Linked DNA regions of Drosophila melanogaster: region 2 is linked to region 1. Evidence: chromatin contacts called from public Hi-C data. All regions are on one chromosome and are shown on one strand. Each heading gives the region's core, a stretch centred on a gene start, on an enhancer-like site or on the middle of the called end of the contact. The rest is flanking DNA. Distances are from core to core; before and after follow the strand shown. Region 1 holds the start of CG12730. Region 2 holds the start of spoon (spoonbill).

Region 1 (6,853 bases), core at 1,990-4,489:
CCGAGAGCGTCGATGGTGGAGCAGAAATTATGGCACATTAGGGTATGGGAAGTGCTAAGAGCTGCCGACGAAGAAATAATTAAATGATCATTTGGCTAAGAGGGCTAGGAAGCACCGCAAAAAATTATCTACTTACGAGCAGAGTCAAGACCACATAAATATATCAATTAAATGAAGCTTGTATGGAAATGGAAATTACCCTTTAAAGGACATGGTTTTTCTCTGTACACATAGGCGATAAGTGCACAAGGTCATGAGTGGTCATGGCAACTTGCAGCACTTTACAGGGTTGCCTACTGCACGTGTAAAGCAATGCGAAACCCATATTATGTCTGCAATGCGGCTACATTTCTATACATTTATTTTGTTTTTCTTTTTTTTTTTTACGCCAGCGCTTTTCGGCATAAAACACATGAATATATTGCGCTCTTCATTACGTTGTTAAGCGTACTTGGCTGAAAATTTGCTTATGCTTGGCGAACAACTAACTATGAATAAATCGTGCCAGAAATAGACAAGAATCGAGGCGAAAACTTCATCAAACTGGCAACAAAAGTAATAATAATGAGGCGGGAGCCCCCAAAAACAACACAAACAATAGACGAGCCAAGTGCTTTTTTGTGGGCGTTGGGTGCTGCTTGTTGGGTGATGATGGTTGTTGCGTTTGTGGGTGGTTCAAAAGATTTGAAAAGCCAACAATGGCAACAGCTTACAGAGCACCGAAACCAAAACGAAAACGAAACAAGAAGCAAAATCAGACAGGGGGGCACCATAGTGTACCTGTTTATTTTCAGTTTCAATGCGGATAAGGTAAACAAAGGTTGGCGATATCTTTTTCATGGAGCGCCGGTTGCAAAAATTCTATCCGGCAATGTTAGGTGAAAATAGCTTGTTGTGCAAGCAAACATGGTCGCAAAAGTAGTTCGTGTAGTAAAATAAATAAACAATAGCCTCGGGAAAGTGGCCTTTTGCGTAAATGAATCAATAACAATATGCACGATCAACAATTGACATTCAAGCCCAATTTACGCATATGAACTCTCATCATTAAAAAACACCCTTCATTTACAAATTACATTTATGTATTTTTGTTTTATTCTTCCATTGCAAACGATTTATTTGTTTATAAATACAACAATTCAGTGGTCATGAAAAGCATTGTGCTAAAAACTAACTACTTCAATGTATATTCACTTGAGACACACAAATACTATGTACTTAATAAAAGTAAAAAAAAAATCGGGTATATATATGTACATATATATTCACGCATTGTTAACCAGTTATCAGAAGAAGGGAAGAAGCAGAGCCAGAAGGCACAATACAACTTATCTCTTTGGAATTTGCTCTCTTGTTAGTGGTTTTCTCTCGCTTTCTGTTCGCTATTATATCTACGTTATTGCTGCGATCGACTGGCTTTATCTTCTTCACTTCTTGACCTATATCTAGCGACTATTAGATAACACATACGGTAACTGTTCCCGCGACAAAAGCTTGCCACAATTTCAAACTTCAGACTTAAATGCTTCAAGCAAACGCAAGCGATACTCGCTCTCTCAAAACAAACTCACACACACGCGCACGCACTGGCACTCACACAGATACTCGTTCGCACACAGATACTCGCTCTCACACAGATACACACACAGAGTAAGCCTAACGTAGTAAGAGCCACCAAAAGCTGGGTTCGTGCACCTGAAACCAAGTCTATATCGTTTGGGTGGCCACCTCCCGCTGGCGACTGCGCCGATAGTTTCCATAGGCCTCCAGTCCGTTGATGCAAAATGCTGTCAGGCCAAAGAACTGTAAAAAAAAAGGTGAAGAATAGGGTGTATTAGACGGATCTACAGAGAGTTCATCACAGCGAGGGAATGAATCGGCTCCAACTGGAGGCTCAGTGTTTCGTTTACCAGTATCTTTCCTAGCTTAATCATTAGCCGAAACAATGAGCCGTAATACTTTTGGTTTCCGAACTTATCCTAACTGCGAGAACGCCACTTACCGCCGCCGCCGTATAGGCTCCAATATCCAGGGAGAGTACGAGTCCGGAGGCCGTGAAGTAGGCCAGGGCCAATGAGGAGTGCACCGCCAGGGACCAGAGCGTGGGATCGCATCGGCAGAACTGGCGCTGCCACAACCGGAGATACCTGGCCAGGAGCAGGCAGCCGGTGGCCACGAATCCGATGGTGACTACGGCCAGGTAGAAACTGCCGCGGAAATTGCTCACGCGCACCGGTCCGCAGATGATGCACAATATTCCAACAAAGCTGCACAGCTGAAAGACGCACACATACAAGCGCACACATTAAGGGCGATACACAATGGCACATATGTGTAAGGCTAATTACCAAACAGGCCAGCTTGCACAGGCCCGGCATGCTGAGCAGGTATTTGCGATCGTAGTCCTGGGTTCCCGTCAACGACATCGCGGCCAATACAAGATATATACGTTTTGGATGCAGTTAATCCAGATTGTCCAGCCGAATAGATGCCTCAGAAACGAGCGATTAAAGCCAATGTAGCAAATGTAGCGAAGCGCCGCTGACTAATTCATATTGCGCTCGCCAGCACGCACAGAATGCCACTGAAGTAATACAAACAACACAAATACTCAGAATTCTCCCATCGTTACACTCGGCGAATAAAACTACAATTGCGAGAGCGAGAGAAGCAGCGGGCGAAAGAGAGAGAGAGAGAGAGAGAGAGAGAGAGAGACAGAGAGCGAGCAACACATGGCACAGTGGGACGAAACGATCAGGAAATGTAGTACATATTGTGTACAAATTGTGTTATCTACTCAAATGGTATCTAATGAAACTATAAATATTAAGGAGATTAGCTTTAGCTGGGTATTTATAAAAAATAGGATTATTAGTTTAAGAAAGCTGTAATTTCCAATAAATGAATAAACCATATTAACTTGTCTTACTAACTGTAGTTTTGGGGGTCTGTTCATTGTGAATGCTTCTTCGTTACATTATACTAATTTTCGTTCGGGGGATGTCAAGGGGTGAATCTAACACGGTGTGACTCACTGACCTCCAGGGATATATTAAATATATGTATATTCATAAGGCAAGGTGACCGGTTACTGGGTGAGCAAAGCTTTTTTAGTCGTGTGAAGTGCCGAGCTTTTATGACTGGCATTGCTTGTGACATGCAGTTTGAGGTTGGGCCCTTTTTGGACCACTGTGCATTCGAATTTCCATCTGTATCTTAATGCCCAGCATCATTAGATTGTGCCATTCGAATCGTATTTGTTATCGGCTATGACCGAAACGCTTCTCGTTATTTTAATCGGCACAGCAGGCTAATTGATTTAGTTACTTAACGGATAAATCGCTGCACAAATCCGAATGCGAATGCAAATGCGAGCCTCCCAAAATCAAATGCAATTTCGTCGTGATTCACATTGCAAAACACAAGCTGCCCAGCACATATCATACGGAATACGTGAATATACACAAACCATTTGGTGGCCAGATAAGTTTGACGAACTTTGAACACACTACTCCATACAAAAGAAAAAAATTTTATGATACAAAGCTACAAAGATATTACAGATACAATTTTTTCATTCATTTAATTTTGATTTCTCGCTACTCATGTACTATTTTCCACATTCAATTGTTAAAGTTCTTGAAAATGCATAGATACTTGTATAGGGTAGCAGTCGAAACACTCTGGCCCGACATCAAATTGAGTTATATTAATTGACTCATATTCATGAGAGGTGGCTCGTTTACGAAATGGCCGCATGGGTGGCCCCCGCCTCCTGGCCAAGGTCACTTGCACAATCGCCTCGACTGACTGAGATTCAGAGACATTCACAGTTTCACAGATTCACATATTCTAATGCAGAGCGGAAAATGCTGAGTGAGATATCTATGCGACGGAAATCGGCCACAACAAGCGGAAATGAGCACGAAAATCATAAATGAACTGCACTTGAGCAATTTAAGCGATAAAGTGCAGTTTCCATTTCGAGGGTAACAAACAGTCAGACGACTGCAGGGCAACTAATGTCTACATGATTTCTAAAAGCTCATGCATATATATGTATAAACATATATATATACATAAATATGGGAGGCACGAGATTTGCGCTCATCGATAAGCATCGAATCGTCTGGACAAGCGGGGAAAATGTGCGGCGGAAAAGCGAAGAAAATTGACTGGAGAGCGGATTTACACTTGAGGGCGTGCGAGTCTCAATGGCAAAAAGCTATGATTACCTATGGACATTTCTTTGATTTCTTTAGGACTTTGAATTCGATAAGTGCACAGAGGACTTTATAAATGTGCGCTTTAAACCACTGAATAACAGCAAAAGCATCTAAATAGTTTTTAACTAAATATCCAACTTATACTCAGTGGCACGTTGCTGAGAGTGCATTGTTTAGTGATATATCTCGCCTACGATTCATGCACATGGCTGGTTTTTCGCTTACGCACTCAGGCAATTTCCATCGCTTTTCCACCCATGTTGTAGAGCAGCGGAGAGAGAGGGGGGCGGGGCCGGGGGGAATTGGAAAATGTGGGTGCATCTAATTAGAAAAGCATTCGCTGTAATTGCCAGCTGCTGCATCAGCAAGATTTTGTTTGCTTTGGCGACGGGATAACGTGGAGCAGGACCAAAGGCAAAGCGACATGTGAGCTATTAAGCAGTGTTCTGGCTGAAAAAATCCAGTTTCAGATGCATCAGAAGCATCTTTAATAATGACAAACTTGGCGATAACTATGACCAATTAAACGAAAGTTGGAGTAAACGTTTGCGAGCAGGCAGATAATTAGTTTCAGGCACTTTGAAGGAAGTTCGAAAGAAAGCGGCAAGTTGGGCCGTAGCCATTTCTCAACCTCGACAAAGAAGTGTGCCAGCTGGGTATCTGTCAGATACAGATACTAAGTTGCCCAGATACACGGCTCGATTTGAATGCAAATTTCGTGCAGTGGCTGTCAGACTCTGCAGCTGACGTGACAAGACCAAGACCACCCCCCCTAATTTCGAATCCCGAAATACCCCAAAAATAGCAACGACCTCAGCATATCTGCCAAGTGAATTTGAATCTGATATTCCCTTCGACTTTGGGCGCTTTTTATCCGCCAGCTGACAACCACCCCCATTTCCCCCCTCGGATTTTCCAGCTTTTTCCCCCCCGGGGAACAGAACATTTATGCGCCTTATAAATGATTATCGTGTGCACTCAAGTGCCAACGTCATCAATCAAATGGGCCAAGTGCAACAGGATGTCCTTGCCGCCATTCTTTAAATATCCTTTATTTGCTATCTGTATCTCTTTGTCTGGAGGCTCATCTCATATTCGCGAGCTTACTGTCATCTCAGTTGTGGTGCATGGAGCTGCTGTTCTTCGACAGCTTTCAATGATGTTGTAAACGAATTTACTTGAAATGAAAATATTATTTAAAGCCCGAAGCATAACTAGATTCGAAGGGCATTAAGCTTTCGCTGGTGGTACTTTCACTTTAAGTTCGGTTTCTGCGGGTAATTTATGCTAATGAATTGCCAATCAATCCGTCAATCAATCAACGAAAATACATTTTCCTATAGACCTCATTAATGACCTCCTACGAGTATATGGAAAAGAAAAAAAAAATTGGTTGAGTCTCAAATCAATTTAATTGGCATTTCATTGGCCCGTTTCCCCCGAATTGTACACACTTTTCACAAGCTCCCTGCGATTTTTCCACTTCATTTTCAGTATCTGCTCTTCGCTGAATTCAGCTGCCGCTGCACATTTTAAAGCAATTTCCTTCGCGTGATTTTTGATCAATTCACTTGGCCAGGTGGTCCAGGGAAACAGAGGAACACCGAACTCGATTTGCCACGATTTACGACTCCGTACTTGCCACTTATGTAAACGCTTCGCTCTGCTGGCGCTGCTCTGAAAAGTTGTCTGCCATTACGGAAAAGCCAGTTACAGGTGCAGGGGTCCCGAGTCGCTGGCACCCCAATTGTTTTCCTCTATATTTTTTTCTGATTTTTTTTTTGTTTTTTTGCATTTCGATGTCGGCAAATTCGAATTGAAAGCGTGCCAAGGAAAAGCCACAGTCAATGTGCCGAGGAAATTGGATTGGCACGTAGACCAATGACCACGTAGTCAAAAAGCCAAAGGAAATTTACGTTTGCATACGGTATCGGTGATAACTCAAGTACATGTTTGGTAAATAATATATATGCACTCGATATGGCAACCGAGTGTGTGCATTCGGTTAACAAAAGGCGAGGCCATCTTCAGTTCAGCTCGGTTGGCTGGATCCTAATTGTGGTTTCGATTCTCGGAAATACGAGTGGGCCAAATAAAGGTACACCTTGCCCTTTCTATATTATTTTCAGTATCAATTAAATTGATGTGACAAATAATGAATAAGTATGCTCGTTTTGTGCGCGTGGCATTGCAATGCATTGGAAATGCACCAATTAAGAGCCTGAAAGTATGCTACGAAATATTGCGCATCACATGGAAATGAGAACTTTTCTGGCTTCAATAAACAAGCAAGTTTTCTTTCGCTTGTAACCGATGCAAATTAGACATCATTTGGGAATAAGTTATTTTTAATCAAACACTGCACCATCTTTCACTCCCTATCGCATTTTCCCTTTCCTCCAATGGCAATGCAATTACGCAATTTATGAAATTACGACAGCACAAGTGACTTTAGCAACAATTTTCGATCTATCTAAGAGCAGCGCACACAAAGACATCACATATCGCACACACACACACACACACACACATGCGGGGTGAGAGGAAATTGCTACTTACACACATATATGTACATACATAGATGCGGATTCGCATGCACATATCTATGGCACCCAAGGCAACAAGCG
Region 2 (6,853 bases), core at 2,286-4,785, 96 kb after region 1:
GCAGCTCAATGTCACCTTTGTCCTTTATGGTGAACGTTCCGCCAGGTAAGATGAATCTGTTGAATGAATCAAACATCAGATATAATGGTTTTGCATGCACATTTTCGGCCTGGAACTTACTCTTCTCCGGGCTCCGACAGTTCTTTCAGTACGCTAAGTAGGAACGGCGTCTGGGCGAGGCACTGCATCACCGCATTAAAGAAGCATGTATTGCCCAGGTTGGTCAATCCTCGCACGCGGGGCAGGCGTTCATTTTCGATGCGCGGCGTCTCTAGGGTCAGGAGTCGTTTGTTCCCAGTGTTGCCATTGGTGGTGGCCGAGTACTGGTCAATTCTCTTTGCCATACCCGGCACACTGGTCAGCGAGTCTGAGGTCGAAAGTCCGGAGCTAGGCTCTGGTGGTGGCATCGGTATGGCCACCTGCCTATTTCGAGATGAACCGACCCCGCCCCCGCCACCGGCCGCCGCCAGAGACCCTCTACTGCTGGAGTCGTCAAATGATCCGCCAGTCATTGGCACTATTGGTGTGAGATGCTCCAGCGCGGCTTTAAGCTTCTCCTCGATGTAGCTAATCGTTGGCGTACTGGGCGTAACCGTGCTAGTGGGCGGCTTCTGGGCCAATTTCTTGACCAGCTCCACGCACTCAAGCAGGTTTTTGCGCAGATTGGAGCAGATCTTCATGTCGCACTCATAGCACCAGATGTCGAAGGAGCGCGTATTCATGGCCAGGGCATGTGAGTCCGAATGAGGTGTCTGGAACACACAGAACGATTACAGCTTCTACCATATGGAATATCAATGTAAAACGAGAATGTCGTTTGCAACTGGCTTAAGTGAACTAGATCCCTGCTCACCTGGTAGTGTTCTAAGGCGTGCTTGTGGCGTGCCCTCCCGCACAGCTGGCTGCCGCACTTGAGGCACAGCCACAGGGTGTTGTCAAATTCGAAGGTGACCGGATTTCCGCCAGGACCGACAGCTCCTTCACTCGCTCCCGCTCCCGCAGCGCTGCCCGCTGTCTTGCCCAGCTTCTGACATTGGCTGCACTCGTAGAGTAGACCCGTGGACTTCAGTAGACGCCTTAGTCGGGCCGCGTCCACCGCCTTCTTGATGTGCTGGCAGCTGGCGGTGGTGGGGGTGGCGCCATCCGACTGACCGGGCGAGCCGAGTCCTTTTCGATGATGCAGATCCTCATTGCCGGAATCCGTTGAGCAATCGTGGTCGCGACTGTCCGCCTGACGCTTCTTTACCATGGCAAGGTAGCTGCTTGGCCTTGGCCTCCTTGTGGGCGCGCTCTGGAAGGAATATGTAGCGTTCCAATCACAGATTCAAATCTTCGAATTGCTTCGAATGCAATCGTTATAGTCACAACCCTGCTGCTGCTCTTCCGATTCGGCTATCGATGTGTATAACTGGCAACGGGATTGAATTCGATTGGAACTCGCACCGACAGACTGACCCTATTGGCTTTGTTTGCTTTGTTGTCTTTCGTCACGTTTGGAACTGTGACCCAGGATTTGAGGTTAAGTTCGTCGCCCCGCTGCCAGCCAGCGAAATTGAGTGCCCCCGCTGTTTGACCACCCAAACATACATACATATATGTATTACCCTTTTTGCGATGATTTCTCGAAAATCCAAAGGACCCCGAACTCATACACGCACCCAACCAATCAAGCCCATACGCACGCACACATAGACACGAACTGTGATTACCCCCACACACATGCACAACAGGATCTGAGTAGTACCTTGAATTTACTCGCTGCGATATGCGTTGCACGTAAGCACACAACATATATGTTTTACAGCACTTTTATGCACTTTTTTTTATTCGTATATGCGTAAATAGAAAACGTGAACGACGTGACCAAGTGTGACCGTTGCTTATTTGGGTCGCAACTCCCGCGTGTGGTCAATTTCAAATTTTTAGGCTGTTGCTTCACCTCTCTGTTCGATGGCTTCCTCTTCTTCTGACCGCAATGGTATTCAAGTTTGGAACAACAACAATGTGCAAGTTCAAAGTCAGAAAATGACAAATAACCGAAAGGCACACAAAAAACAATCCTAAACATGTTTGCTTGCATGCCGAGACACGCACATACATCAATATTCATGTATAAACAAGCTTACAGTGTAGGAAATATAAAAAATTACAAAACTAGAACTGTGATTACCCACACACATGCACAACAAGATCTGCCTACTACCTTAAATTTACTCGCTGCGATATGTGTAGCACATGAGCACACAACATATATGTTTTATAGCACTTTTAGGCGCTTTTTATTCGTTTATGCGTAAATAGAAAACGTGAACGACGTGACCAAGTGTGACCGTTGCTTATTTTCGTCGCAAATCTCGCGTGTGGTCAATTTGAACCGTTGTCAGAAACTATAGGGTCTCGAAACATGTGCAAATAATTCATTTATATCATTCAACTTATGCTGCAAATAATTGCTATTATTATTATTTTAATTAATTATCCACACTGCTTATGTTCTTCGCTCAAACAGGAGGTAATTAAATCATTGAAGGGATTTCAAAAATCTATGTATGCATTCACTACTAACTAGCTTGGTCTTTTTTTTATTTTGCGCCGCTTTATAAATTTAAAAAAATATCATTTGGAATTACACACATCACTGTGTTAAATTAAAAAGAAGATTTTTAGTGATTGTTTTCTTTGAGATATTGAAGTCGCTATCTGCTCCTATATAAATATTATTTCGAAATTATCGATTTATAGTGCGCTATACTGACAAAAAATAGGCTGAAATTCGCATGAACAAGCATATTGTGGTAAGACAAAATGAAATCAGAACTTCCCAAGAACTACGTTGGAAAATTACAAATGCCCAAAAGTATTGCTCCACAAAATATCGTAACGAAATATCGCGAAATTTGCAACACTTTTGTGCACATTCGGTGGCAACGCCGCCTAAGAAAATACCTATTGCCCCAATCGATACCTATCGATGAGCGTGGGCAGCCCTGTTTGTGCATGTGCTGCCATTCGATTTGATAACCAGCACTCCGTGCACACGTTTTTCGGCTTTCTAGAAATAATTGGGCTGCGATTCAAACTGTGAAGTGATTTTTTCTATATTTTTTTTTTGTGTGCACAAAGGCTCTTGTAATTCGAGGATTTGGCCATCGCGAGTGCGGGTGATTAAGCAGGCAGCTCCGATTGCCAGAGTTTTGCGGATGCATGGCAACACTGCCGCACGCCGGCCATGTTATTGTGATTTGTAAAAGGTGGAACGTAGACACGTGTTTAATTCGTGCAGCACTTTAGCGTTGAGAAAACGACAGTAAATCGCCAGCAAATAAGCAAAAACAATACACAACTCGCGTGTGCAGTAGATAGCTTTGAAAGCACCCAAAGATAGTGAGCAAAATAAGTTACCCAAGCGGTTCACAAAGGTAAGAAATCGCAGCACGCGGAACATAACCTAGTACAAAAAAAGTGCGTGTGTGTGTTTGCCAAAACAGAGAGATGTGACGGAAAATGGTGTCATGTTCTGTTCTGTGTGGATTTGTTCCAATGTCCGTGTCTTGAGCTCTATTCGCACCTCTTTCCCGGTACCATAGCCAACGTTTTAACTACCTTTTTTTTGTCAACTTTTTGTTAAGTGTATGACTCTGCCTTGCCGCTGTTGTTGTTGTTCCGGCAAAGTGACAGTAAGTGGTTATGGAAAAAATTTGGAGTTCAATTCGGCGATTACACAATGACAGCACTCACACACACACACACCCACAATCGCACGCATACACATGCCGAGCATAAGTGCGTCTGTGTGTGTTACAGCTTTCACCGTTAATGTTCGGTTTTTTTACGCCTGAAAGAGAACAAAGGCGAAAAGGAGCTGCCACTCCCACAAAGAAAACATTGCGTCTATGCATACATACATATGTATACACATATAAAGTAGTATATCCCCCGATTATACAATCCCCGCCCATTTTTGGCCACCATATGATCGGAAACCACGTTGCCAAGATTATAACAATGTGGACTTTTTCGGCTAGCTGGCAATGTTGTTGCACCTGATTTGTTGTTGTTTTGGTGCTCTCTTCTGGCTTGCCTCTCTGTGTCGCTCATTCTCGCTTGTTCGGGGGAATTTCAAATTTTTAGGCTGTTGCTTCACCTCCCCGTTCGACGGCTTCCTCTTCTTTTGGCCGCACTGGTATTCGAGTTTGGAGCAACAACAATGTGCAAGTTCAAAGTCAGAAAATAACAAATAACCGAAAGGCACACAAAAAACATGCCTAAACATGTTTGTTTGCATGCCGAGACACGCAGACACATCAATATTCATGTATAAACAAGCTTACAGTGTAGGAAATACAAAAAAAAAATAACAAAAACTAGAAGACCATTGCGAAGTTGTTGTGCCCTTATCTTACATTTTGTCGTTTTAATTCAAGAGTTGATACGAATACGTGTAAAACTACACTTCTCCCTGCTCTTATGCATATCCATTTATTAAGAATTTTAGGCAAAATGTGGCAAGCTTTGTCAACAAGTTTTAATACTCTAAGCAAAGGGTATAAAACGTAATCTGAAAAATTCCCGTCACCCGGTTTCGACGATTAGGAAATGCCACAGCTGTCTGGCCAGTTGCCCTTCCATGGCCATTTTATAGCACCCCACTAGGCCCCTTATCCCCCACCCCCTGCATGCTCCCATCAACCGTTGATCTGTCGCTATATGTACATTTATACATATACATATGCATATACATATACATATGTACATACATACAATGTATGTTTGTGTTTCAGTTGCTTGTCGATTGAGCTTATCATCTGACCACTGTGTAACAGGAGGACCTTTGGGCCCTAACAAAGTGACGATATTGTGGATGGGGGGAAGCGGGAGTATAGTGGGTAAATCGGTTCTATAGTGAGTAACTTAAAAGTACTAAAGATCTCATGGCTTTAAACTACTGTTCGGCATGACTTGCACTTTTCGGGCCCCGGAAATTTTGACCAAATTCGAAGGAGCGTCTTACAATCCATTTGAATGGATTTTGATTAACGGTTTTCGGATTTCTTTGTTCTAATGAGCTCGCCACTCTCTTTTCTTCTCTCCGGCTTTCTGTCTCGTTTCCGCTTGGTGGGATGAGTGTGTGTGTGGGTGGAAAGGGGCGCTAAATAAAAACTTGCCACCACGCATCCTCTCTTTTTTCGCGGGTTGGTGGGGGTATGCCGATGCGGAAGAGCGGATGGAGTGAAGAGCGGAGAATCGGTGCCGAAATAAAAAAAATAATACAAATAAAAAGCCAGAGGAATTGGCAATTAGAAGGCGTGCAAAGTAGTTTCCCTTCATATATCGAGCAGTCGATATCTCGAATCTCTCGAACAATTTCGCCGGCATATCGAAACCCAACAAAAAAAGAAAGAAAATAAACAAAAGCATAGAAGAAACTCCAAAAAATAAGCCGAAGCGAATTGATGCCATAAAACGACATAAAATACAAACGAAACCGGAAGAAGCAACGAATTCAGTTTTATCCTAGTGGTAATACAAAAACACACATTTATTTTGTGAATAGGTGATGAATTTCTGGCAAAGCTGTTGTTTTCGTAACTTTTAGTTTTGTTTTGTAATGATTTCGTAACATTTGCCATTGCCATACGTAAACGTAACGGTTTCTTCTTGCGCCTCTCTTCCGTTCTTCGCCGACGCTCTTTTGCGTTCTTGCGCACGCGCTCTTTGCATGCGATCTATCGCTCCATCTCTCTCGCTCTCTCCCGTTGCGTTTTTCCCTTCCGCGTGGCATTCAAAAATCGCTTTGCACCTTTTTCGTCGTTCTCTCTCGTTGTCTCTCTCTCTCTCGGCATTTGTGTTGTTGTCTATATTTACGTATTTATTTGTTGCTATTAATACGCAAAAGTTCAGAAAGGAAAAAACCAAAATCAAACACACTGGCAAACACACACACACACACGCACACTTATGCAGACGAGCACATGCAGGCGGGTCTCGTGACTTGCAAAACCAATTCGAAACCTTTAAATAGGTTTTTTCAAATATAACAACATGCATATGTCGTTATTTAAAAAACAACGTTCATGTGGATGGTGTTGACAAATTAGCCCTTTAATCTCACACTTTTCTTCAAAATTGATTTCATATTTGAAATTCTCGCTTAAATTTAAACGCAAATTCAAAGCTCTTTACTTTGTTTTCAAAGTTATTCTACACAAAATTGCATATTGTGTACCGTTTCTTATCTTGAGCCATGACAAGCTTTTTAAAGTAATTATATACGACGCTACTTGATTTGTAAATTGTTGCCCTGATAAGAGGTGTTCACACATTATTTCCAATTGTAAATTAAACAACAAACCATAACTTTTCCAAATATTGCACAAACAAAAGCTACTTCATTTTTATTTCAGTATTAGTGTGATCAAAATAATCCTATTTGTGTGACAGTACACAAGTATATTTTCAAATCGCACAGACTAATATAACTTCTTCTCCCTTTCAGATCTTTCAATATTCAGCGAAAATGGTATCCGGTCGTCCTCTACTCTACCTCTCACTGCCCGGTGTAGCATTTATACTCGGCGTCTTTTGGTTTCGGCGTAGATATAAAAATTGTTTAGACAAGCCCGACGACGAGGACTCATCGGCCATCAATGACTCGTCGATTGAACCAACTGTGCAGGCGCGCAAGGCCAACGGAGTCCTGCAGAATGGCAAGCTGCCACAGCAGTCGGCCAGCAAGTCGATGAACATCAACGGAACTTTAGTTAACGGTAGCGGAAGCGGTAGCGGAAGTAGCAGTGATGAGAAGGACAGCCCCACTACCATGTTGTATGGTAAATCAGCACCAATCAAAATC

What was found. Hi-C and Micro-C count contacts between places; a contact is called where the count stands out from the background.
Region 2: a Hi-C map of the Kc167 cell line shows a contact between it and region 1, with 4 times the contacts expected there. The contact joins the promoter of spoon here to the promoter of CG12730 in region 1. A contact is called at or near these places in 12 of 107 Hi-C or Micro-C datasets (the Kc167 cell line, the OSC cell line, cellular blastoderm embryo and 3 more) and 4 of 6 datasets of contacts at active chromatin or transcription factors (the Kc167 cell line and the S2 cell line).

Annotation. Positions count from the first base shown.
Region 1 is chrX:5,512,994-5,519,846 of dm6, reverse strand. CG12730 reads right to left here and starts at 3,239. Exons shown (of 3, transcript NM_001297967.1): 1 at 2,349-3,239; 2 at 2,003-2,275; 3 at 1,076-1,803. The coding sequence starts at 2,426. The coding sequence ends at 1,708. It also overlaps asRNA:CR45518.
Region 2 is chrX:5,417,018-5,423,870 of dm6, reverse strand. It overlaps spoon (spoonbill), which reads left to right and starts at 3,535. Exons shown (of 5, transcript NM_167034.2): 1 at 3,535-3,677; 2 at 6,497-6,853. The coding sequence starts at 3,633. It overlaps Usp16-45 (Ubiquitin specific protease 16/45), which reads right to left and starts at 2,338. Exons shown (of 5, transcript NM_167037.2): 1 at 2,204-2,338; 2 at 854-1,291; 3 at 121-752; 4 at 1-56. The coding sequence starts at 1,249.